Regions from separate parts of the Mus musculus genome. Here region 2 is linked to region 1. Evidence: chromatin contacts called from public HiChIP or PLAC-seq data. All regions are on one chromosome and are shown on one strand. Each heading gives the region's core, a stretch centred on a gene start, on an enhancer-like site or on the middle of the called end of the contact. The rest is flanking DNA. Distances are from core to core; before and after follow the strand shown.

The links. HiChIP or PLAC-seq counts read pairs in DNA pulled down with a chosen protein or histone mark.
Region 2: a contact with region 1 is called in an HNF4G HiChIP or PLAC-seq map of pancreatic cancer cells. The contact joins two enhancer-like sites. A contact is called at or near these places in 6 of 484 Hi-C or Micro-C datasets (the G1E-ER4 cell line, the P5424 cell line, Sertoli cells and 2 more), 3 of 115 datasets of contacts at active chromatin or transcription factors (embryonic stem cells and pancreatic cancer cells) and 1 of 9 other capture datasets (embryonic stem cells).

Annotation. Positions count from the first base shown.
Region 1 is chr1:136,174,558-136,179,774 of GRCm38.p6, forward strand. It overlaps Kif21b (kinesin family member 21B), which reads left to right. Exons shown (of 35, transcript NM_001039472.2): 35 at 1-3,444. Among named protein-coding and RNA genes, the nearest start is that of Mroh3, 36 kb to the right of the region's middle. Within about 2 kb of position 3,269, at least 24 of the 459 cell types and tissues checked have an H3K27ac peak or open chromatin away from gene starts, as enhancers often do. A contact at or near this core is called in pancreatic cancer cells, where this site is marked.
Region 2 is chr1:136,323,347-136,328,563 of GRCm38.p6, forward strand. Camsap2 (calmodulin regulated spectrin-associated protein family, member 2) reads right to left here. Exons shown (of 18, transcript NM_001347109.1): 2 at 1,391-1,650. Among named protein-coding and RNA genes, the nearest start is that of Camsap2, 20 kb to the right of the region's middle. Within about 2 kb of position 2,750, at least 82 of the 459 cell types and tissues checked have an H3K27ac peak or open chromatin away from gene starts, as enhancers often do. A contact at or near this core is called in pancreatic cancer cells, where this site is marked.

The DNA of each region.
Region 1 (5,217 bases), core at 2,019-4,518:
AACCAGATGTAAGCAGCTGAGTCCTGCCGCTCACCCACAGCCAATCCCAGTGGGGCCCCGGCCCAGTCTTTCCTTGAGGTTCTCTTCTGCTGGGGCCTCAGTGGAGCTGTTTAAACAGTTCCTTTGGGGGGAAGGTCAGCGGCACTGCAGTCATTTAATATATTGATTTTTATTTTTGTGTTCTGCTGTTTGCCTCCTGGAAACTGACTTGAAGTTTCTTCCCATTCTTCCCTCCCCTCCTGGCACGGAGGTGGGGTGGGGTGGGGTGGGGGTGGGGGCCTTCCCTCTGCTTGCTCTGCAGATGAGGGGATAGCCTTCTCTATCCTTTGCAGCTCTGACAATTGCCCCGGACCTGCCCATGCCGGCATACCTTCTAGGATAGACCAGGTCTCTAGGCCGCCTAATGCCGCAGTGCCTTTCTCCATCCTGAGGCCTGATATCATGCCGGGCAGCCTTATACTAGCCATGCCCGCAGCCCACTTGTGTCTTCTACTCCTGGGCCTGGTGCCCACAGCCCCTGAAGGTCAGAGCATTCACCCCAACGGCCCAGTACCAGGGAGCTTGGTGGACTGCCCACTAGGTAGGCTTTGAGTAGTAAGGGTACCAGGTCCTTTGCCTAACCCCCCAGCCAGTTATGTTTCCACCCCCAAGGGGCTAGGGAACATCTTCAGCTTCTTTTCCTTTAGTTGTTCCAGAAACAGCCTTAAAACCAGCCTGGGACAAAGGCCCTCCCTTTTCAATTAGCGTGAGGAGGCAGTGACTCCTTGCTTCTCCCCTTGGTGCTGTGGACTCAGCTGCTGGGATGAGGTGAAGTCAGTGTCTAGCGCCCCCTACTGGAACAACTCTGAATTTATAGAACTGGGCCATGAGAGGGGCCAGCTCCGTTCCTCCCCCGGCTTCCCCTGCCCTTAAACTGGTCCACACTTACTCTATTGCTTCACTGGTCTTATGCATCCTGGTCTCATTCCGGGATCCATGAGCCTCAGCCCCATTCAGAGGCCGTGGTGACTTGTGGAGAGCTAGCATAGCGCCACTGTACTTAGCTCTTCTCCCTCTAGGGCGAGTACGTTGGTGCCTGTCCATGAGGCCCTAGGATGGGAGAGTTAGGAACTGATAAGGTCAGACCCTCTCTGAACCTTCCCAGAGCTGTGTCTGAAGCTGAAACTAAGAAGATTGTCCCGCTTATTGGTGGCTCCAGCCAGACACGGTGTTAAGTCTGGGTAAGTGGATATTTAGAACGGAGCACCGGAAAAGCAGATCACCTGGAACCTGGACCGTCTGTCTGCAAAGACCAGAAATCCTCCTTCCCCTGCTCATCCTGGGAGTGTTAAGGAACATCCTTAGCACTCAGAAGTGACCACATCTTCTCCTTCACCCATCTCCACCTAAATGGAAAGCCCGGACCTTACACCCTGTAAGAAAACCCAGAACCCGTCTGCATGGCTGTTTACAAACTACAGAAACACGTGAGACTTTGTCCCGACCCCTCAGGCTGGGCCGCCCCAGCCCGGGGTGCCTGTACTGTATGTATAGCTGCAAGGCCAGTTCTTGCACAAAGTGTGTGTGGTCTTACAGCCCCCGCGAGAGGTGCTCACCGGCATTACCCCTTCTGCCATTTCTGATGGGTCACTACCTCATGGCGGGGCTGCTATGCTGTCCCAGCGAGTGTCATTGACTAAACTTGAAATCGGAGCTCTGAGCTCATCGTCCTGAGCCATTCTGAGCTGTGTTCTGGGAACGTTGGAGTCCCTGCTCACCCACCCTTTCGGGGATGTCCAAGGTACATAGTCAGGGGCAGGACCCCAGCTCCACTCATTGCACAAGCATCCTTCTTGTCGGAAGCACAAACTGGTTGTAATTTGAGCACAATAGCAGGTCTCTGGGTAGACAGTATGAGCAAACTTGGCACCAGGAGATCTTTCCCAGATGGGCTTCGTCTTAGGTTAGACCAGGGCTGCCCGTGTCTGTGAGGTTAGACCAAGGCTGCCCATGTCTTTGGCTGACGCACTATGTACACTGGGAACTATTAATTTACTCCTTGTGCCCCTCCTAGGACTTGAGGCCCAGGCCACATCTGTATCCTGTGGGGGTCCTCTCTAGACCTGCACACCCCAAGCCTTTAACAACCAGAGTATAGCTGGTACCTGACCCTACTGAGCCTGAAGAGCCTGGACCCAGACTCCCATCTCTTGAGCTAACCCCGACATCCTTGCTTCCGATATTGATTAGCTTCCATGGAAAGTGTCTACTGTCCCCACTCTCTTAGGTCTTTTCTGTGCACAGTCCTGGGCCAGGACCCATCCCAGTATTAACCAGTTCAGTGTTTGGTCTTGTTGGTGAGACTTGGTCCGACAGCAGCCAACTCAATGCACATGCTGCCTGGAGCAGCCTTTAGAGACTGCAGAGGAAAGAGAGAGAACTCGAAGAATGAGAGGCTGACCCAGCGCAGCCCTTGATGTGGTCAGAGTGCCACCACAGCTACTTGAAAAGGGACAGCTATGGACCTGGGAGTAGCCTCCCACCGTTGCTCCAGCTGCAGGCCTGGAATGGTCTTAGGCTGTGTGGCTTGGGCAAAGGGCAGCTTAAAGCACAAACAAGGAGAAGATGCTGTCTTGCTGAAGGATTCTTCTGCTAGCCATTGTGGTGGTGGCGCCAGCAGGAAGCTGCTGAGAAGGCAGGACATTACATCTCTGCCCTGCCCTCTCCCAGTTCCTGGAGGCCTCCCTTGGAGTCTGGGCTGGGTGCAGCAGGCACACCCCCTTGGCTGTGCCTGGTATGTTTGTGTGGGCAGGACTTGCCCTGCAGGAGCGGTGAATTCCTTCCCACCATGTAGCCCAAACCTGCCACATCTATCCCTTTGTCCTTTCAAATAAAAAACTGCTTACTGCTGCTCTCTTTGCTGAGCACAGTGGCCAGTTCCCCAACAGACCTTCTTGAGCCCAGCCCTTTCACCTCCTGACTCCCAGGTCTTCACTGCTCCTTGTGAGCAAGAGAATCTACAGGGAGAGTTCGGTTTCTTTGACATCATTGTTCTGTCCCCGGTGCCCCCCACCCACTTCATCTCCAGCACCCAGCTGGCCTCCCTCATCCCTGTCCCTTCCACCTTCACTTCTGTGTCCTAAAGGCTTTGTCAGAAAGTGGGAAGTCGGTACTGCCGAGAGTCAGAAAAGACCTCTGATGTCTTGGTGCCCTGCCCTGCCCTGGCCTGCCCTGCCCTGTCACCAGCTCTTATGATGGTTGTCCCTACCCAGACTGCAGGGTCTCGTTTGGCTCATGCACTCTCCTGTGACGTAGTAGCACAAGGTGTGTATATGTTTTGTACCTCTGCTGACAACTGTACATAGTGTATGAAAGTTATTTAAGCCTCATGCTGTACATTTCTGTTCTGGAAATCGGATGTGTGTGTTCTAAGAGCTTGTCATAAATAAAACCATTGTCCACAGAGGTGTGGCTAGTGGGTTGGTGGCCTGTGGCTGGTAGCTCTTTCTTAGGCGTGGGAGGTCGTTTAGGGGTAGGTATATGAGAGTGGCCTTTGTGACTGAGCCCCATACTCTGCACTGAGTTTAGAGTTCTGTGGAGTGTGCTACCTTCTCCCAACCCTCTATGTGACCTGCAGGGCTCAAGGCAGGTACAAGTCATTCAAGAGCAGCCATAAGCAGTGAGCACACAATACACAGGTACTGTTCAGGGTGCTCTTTGCTAGGTCATCCCTCTACCTGGTAATAGGTGGCGGTCTCTTTATGAATGAGAACGGTCATGACACAGGAGGGACTCACAAGGACAGAGCTGAGATTTGATCACCCTGCCCCTCCAAAGGTGCCAATCTCCTTCACTAACATGGCACATGCCTTCTCTAGGACTTGGGACTCCCAGTGTGTGGTAAATACTGGACATATTTTGTTTGCTTGCCACTCACAGAAGACAGAAATGTAAATATCCTGAAACACTAATATAGGGCTGGGAATGGAACCCAGAGCCTCATGCATAAGGCCTACCGCAGATTCTGTCTTATGACTTCTGTCTAGCCAGGACGCCAGGAGCATCTTTTGTTGCTTTGGTTTCCAAATGAAAACCCAAGTGGCTTCTGAAGCCCTGCTGCTTATACTGACCCAAGGAGCCAGAGCTCCATGCTGGGACGGGAGGGGTTCTGAAAGAGACTCTGCTGCAGCAGAAGAGCGTGTGAGAGGGGACCCTTAGCCACCAAAGGGAAGACAAAGCACATCCTGTCCCCAGCCTCACAGGACAGAGCCTCCCGCCTCGAAGAATGGGGTGGCTTCCTGCAGATCATTGATTTTGGCTGGGCAACTGAGTCCCACCCCATGCCAGTCTCCTGCCCCACCCCTGCTCTCCACAAGTTCCTATTCTAGGCCGCTGCCCATTGTGAACTGTGGGAAGTGTGACACTGGGTGTGGCCAACTGCTGCTGGGATGAGCACATAGATAGTCCTGAGGCGGGGAGGGGGAGAGGGTACTTCAACGGTTTACTCCCCTTGTACCGACTCCTCCCTCAGGTCCCAAAGGGTTGACAACAAGAGTATCTCAAATTCAGGTCAGCCTGTGAGGACACCAACACCCTTGGCAAAGGACCCAGGATTTTCAGATTCTTAAATGTGGGGGGGCGGGGGCTTGAGAGACGGCCAATGGTCAAGAATACTTGCTGCTCTTTCTAAAAACCTATTTACAGCTGGGCATGGTGCTGCACACCTTTAGTCCCGGCACTTGGGAAGCAGAGGCGTGTGGAGCCAGCCAGGTATCTCTGTTCCAGGACAGCCAGGGCTACAGAGAGAAACCCTGTCTCAAATAAATAAATAAATTTACTAAGTAAATATAAAAATAAAGTTTAAAGATTTATTTTTAATTGTGTATGTGTGTGTCTGTCTTACGTATGTATATGTGCACGCATACGGAGGTCAGAAGTTGATACCGAATGTCTTCTTCAAGCACACTCCACCTTGTTTATTTATGCATTGGTATTTTATTTACTTTTGGTTCCTTGAGACAGAGCCTCACTATCTAGACCAGGCTGACCTCACTCTCACAGAGCGGTACTTGCTTCTGCCTCCCAAGTGCTGAGATGAAAAGCATGTGCCACCATGCCTGGCTGCCAATTCACTTTTGAGATAGGGCTCACTGAATTGAGAGCTTGCCTATTCAGCCTGGCCAAAAAACTCTGGGGGTTCTCCTATCTCTGCCCCCCACAGGGCTTGGGTTGCACATA
Region 2 (5,217 bases), core at 1,500-3,999, 150 kb after region 1:
CTTCCACACAGCCTTGCCCTGAGGTGGGAGCAAGGCTGGGGCCAATAATCCCAGAGCTGTGCTGGTCCCATACCCCAGGATGGTTAGGTTACGGGGTTACATGATCACACCTGGCTTGTCTGATGTTGGTGCTGGGGATTTGAACTCTTACCCACTGAGCCATTTCACAAGACCTGCTTTTTAGTAACATTCTTGATGATACATGTATTTTTGGAAAATGTACTTAGATTTAATAAATGTATTTAGATTTATGTCTTCAGATTACCTATGACTCCCTGCATACTTATCCCAGACCCACTTAGAATCCTTCTGTATGTATGTTGTACAAGAAATGAGTTAATGGTTGTTAAATAAGCTAAAATATCTAATGTGCAAGAGTTTTACCATGACTGAAACACATAAATGCTTATATTTGTCATTTTTTCCAATTTTCCCATTACAGTTTTTTTAATTTGCACTGGTGCATACCACATGTATGTCTGTGTGAGGGCGTGAGACCCCCTGGAACTAGAGCCACAGAAAGTTGTGAGCTGCCATGTGGGGGCTAGGGACCAAACCCGGGTCCTCTTGGATTTGGTTCCAGCCAGTGCTCTTATCCGCTGAGCCATCTCTCTAGCCCCTTCCCGTTACATGTTTAAATATTATTTTCGTGTGTGCATATGTATATATGCATAGGTGTACACACGTGGAAGCCAAAGTAGGGTGTTAGGCATCCACATCTAACACCCTCCGTCTTTGAGGCAGGGTGTCTCACTTAGCTCTGTTTTGGCTAGGCTATTAACCCAGCAAGCACCAGCAACCCTCCTGACTGTCCCCTCAATGACAGTCACAGGCCTGCAGAGGACGATGCCTGGCCTTTAACGTGGCTGCTGGAATCCAAACTCTGCTTCTCATGCTTGCTCAGAGCAAGTACTCACACGTATGGGCTATTTTCTCCAGCACCTTACATGTTAGTTTTATGTTGCTCTGGGAATGAAACCCAGGCAAGGCCTTTAAGTGCCAGGCAAACATTCTAATATTTAGCTATAGCCCCTCACCAATGCAGAAAAACTTACAAATCCAAATTCTTGCCTTACAAAAATAGTCAAGGATACATTTCCCATTTCTTACAGCTAATCTCTAAGACAAGAAAATTTTTAAATAAAGTAAAATTATTTCATAATAGTTTGAATTTATATAATTGTTTCTTCTAGGTATTAGATGGAAACAAATATTCCAAGATGGTTTGTCAAATCTTCCTTTACTTAGAAATAAATGGTGACTTTTAAACTCTAGGTGTAGATGCAGATGCCATAAAGTATCTCACACATTAGTTCCTTCCATTTTATAGTACAACTCACTCAAGTATGCATTTCAAATCTGAAATAACCTTAGGTATGCAAAGCCTTACCATCTGTATGGGTTTCTTGTGGAGATCTCTTTCAGTTACCAGTTTCTCCTGGTCAGTGACATACAGGCCTTTCTGTGCTAATGCCTGGATCACAGCATCATGGCCCAGGAGGGGCTTTGCAGCATCGCTCTTGAGGATGAGGCTTCCAGCGCGACAGTACAGCTCGGCCGACAGAAGCAGGTTAACGACAGGGGGTTTGATGTGCTCCTGGTCATACTGGTCTGTGTAAAATGGGTCGCCAAGCTCCTCGGGCACATTTTCTATAAAGGTTAAGAAAACAAGTTTTCATATTTTTGTAAAATTTCTATCTAAAAAACCCTATATCATTTAAAATATTACTACAGACCTTGAGATTCTAAAAATATCAATATTCCTTTAACAGGCAAGATGATACTTTTGTTTGTCTGTTTTTCTACCTAGGTTTAAGATATAAAAGGAAAGATACAAATTTCCTTTATAGAAGGTATGGCTGTGAGGTATACAACAGGAAAAGCGAACAAGGAGAAAGTCTTCAGAGTGTGGTGACCCATGAAGGCATGCCCCCTCCCCCCCCCCCCCCATTCAGTGTCTCAAGTAGGCTCTTAAACCTGCCAGTGACTAGCTACAGTCAGTCAGTCAGTCAGTCAGTCAGGAAAGGCACCTGCTCTATAAAGACCGCTTGCTGCCGATATCATCTGACAGGAGAAATCCTTTGCCCAAAGCTTTACAGCTACTGCATGAAAGAACTGAGGCTGCCTAATTAATCTGGTCCTTCTTCCTTAAGCCCCCTAGGCCCTGCACCAACCGGTCTCTGTCCCTTTCTGCTGCGACTACTGAAGTTACTGAGGGGAACTATTAATAATAATAGTTCATTTTAATCTAATAATAGTTACAACTATTATTTAGATAAGATCTTCTGTTTAAAACCTTTCAATCAATACTGATGACTATAAAAATTATAGATTGATGGAACATTACTTTACATGGATAAAGAAGTAAATTTGAAGCCCGTAGTGAGTACACAGAAGACATCATATTGCTAAAAACAATCAGAAAGCACCCAGGCAGACAGCAGAGATCAAGGTAAAAATCAGAGAGGATGAAATCGAGGTTAGACGTAAAGTGTAGTGGCTTGATTGAGAATGCCCTCCACAGATTCTGAACCCTTGGTCCCAGCTGGCGGCATGTTTAAACGCTACAGCCTTGTTGAAAGAAGTATGTCACTGGGACAGGCTTTAAGAAAAAAGGCCTCCCCTACATCCAGTTTGTTCTCTGCTTTGTGCTGGGGATTCAAGACTTGAGTGCTCAGCTTCCTGTCCCTACTGCCAAGCCTGCCTCTTGCTGCCGTGCCTCCCTGCCGTGATAAACTCTCACCCATCTGGAAACATTCCATGTTTTACTGCAGCAACAGAAAAGTAACCGGTAGTGTGAGTAGGAATGGGCCCTGTGTCTGGATGCTAGGCCACAGGGAGTGACGCTATTAGGAGGTGTCCTTGTTGAAGTAGAAGTTGCCTTGTTGAAGAAAGTGTGTCACTGTGGAGGTGGGTGAGGTCTCTATGTTCAGGCAACACCCAGTGTATAATACAGTCTCCTGCTGCTGCTGATCAAGACACAAACCTCAGCTCCTCCAGCAGCAGGCCTGCCTGCACACTGCCACTCTTCCTGCCACGATGATAAAGGACTGAACCTCTGAAACTCTAAGTCAGACCCAATTAAATATTTCCCTTTATAAGAGTTGCCATGGTCATGTTGTCTCTTCACAGCAATAAAACCTAAACTAGGACAGTAACCAATACAGAAAGCATGATAGTATAGTATAGAAAACTGAGAATCAGAAGCCGCACTGAAAGGGTAAGCTCAGTTTAGACATGTTACGTTTGAAACAACAGCAAAAATATCCAAATAGAAATACCCAGTGAGCAGCAGAAAATATAGGACTGAGAAAGAGGTCAGAGCAAATCTATAAATTTGAGATTTTGGAGACATCTAAAAATATCATCCACATTTGATAACTGAAAGCTCCTCCTTCCTAGCTGCACTGCTCACCCAAGAGTGAGGCAAACTTAAATTCAACATAGGGCTCAGTATTGTAAACTTCAGACCTCAGTAGTGGTACTACATTTTAGTATCAGAGTACCTAAACATAAGCTACTAACACAGCAGAAAAACTATTAAAGAAAAACTATTATTAAAAAAAAAGAAAAAAGAAAAACATACTAAAACTATTGTTATGAAATATATGGATGGATATTTTACTTCCTATAATAGCAGTAAAAATTACTAACATAGGTAATCTTGACATCTAAACACTGGCCAATGCAAAAACAAACAACAAACAACAGTGAGTGACCAGGACTGCAAGCTTATCTGGCTTACAATCCTAGGGTTCTGTGCTGTGATAGAAGGCCCAAAGGCAGTTTGGGGAGGAAAGGGTTTATTTCAGTCTTCATTTCCATACTACTGATCATCACTGAGGGAAATCATGGCAGGAACCTAGATGAAGGAACTGATGCACAGGCCATGGAGGAGTGCTGCCTACTAGCCTGCTCCTCACAGTTTGCCTAGCTTGCTTTCTTAGAGCACCTAGGACCATCAGCACATGGATAGTAGTGAGCTTGGCCTTCCTACATTAATCATCCAACAAGAAAATGCACCACAGACTTGCCAGGCCAATCTGGTGGAGGCATTTCTCAACTGAGGTTCCTGCTTCCCAAACTACTCTAGCTTGGTCAAGTTGACATAAATTAGCCGGGACACATATGTATCTATACATCCATGTAACGTTTACTTAATGGTTTCACATCTATTCATACATTTTCATACACAGTGAAAATCTTAGTGAAACAGATAAGTAGATAATGTACAGATTAAATAACAGAAGTAAATACTTACACTTACTAAGTACACGGTCTGTGTCAGGCATTGCTCTAAACATGAATCCTAACAACCTTTTTATATGTGTTTAACTGATAAACTTAAGAAGCTATCTTGCCCCAAGACATGCAGCTATAAATACAGAAATCTAGCTCTAAATAGGTAATAGGCTAAAAACTAGTAAGTTTTATAGTCCAGGGTGGCCTTGAAGTCAAGAGATCCCTGCTCTGCCTCCCAAGCACAGGGTCAAAGGTGTGCGCCGCCACACCTGCCTTCATTTGTAGCACTCTTTGGTTTACTCTAAACGCTTCCCTTTTCTTTGTACCAGAGCTGTTTTCAAGGGAGACTTTTACAACTGAGGTTTCTGGTATGCCTTAAAATAAACATAGCCACTAGGCCTTGCATCTTCCACCTTCCATCCTTTTGATCTTGGAATATCAAAGCTATTTTTTAGCCTATTTTCTATTTAGAGCTAGATTTCTTATTTATGGTATGTCTTGGGGCAAGACAGCCAGGGCTACACAGAGAAACCCTGTCTCAGAAAAACAAAAACAAAAACAAAGGTTGCCTCAAATATGATTATAAAGTATTTTTCAATCCCTTAAAGAATACACAAGTTGTCAGGTCCCGTGCTGCTTTCATGATACCTGTTTACATCCACAGGCTGCCTTCAGCCTCAATCAGGGAAGCTCTTTACAGTGAACAGCAGTCAGTACAGAGACAGGTGCTCCAGGTGATGATGGTCAAACTGGTTCCGCCCAAAAGACATTCGGACCCTCTAAGGCAGTGCCTCTCAGCCTTCTGCTGTGACCCTTTAATACAGTTCCTCATGTTGTGGTGACCCTCAACCAAAAATTATTTTCACTGCTACTTCGTAACTACAGTTTGCTACTGTTGTGAATTAAGTATTTCTGTTTCCAATGGTCTCGGGCGACCCCTGTGAAAGGGTTGTTGAACCCCTCTCTCTCCAAAGA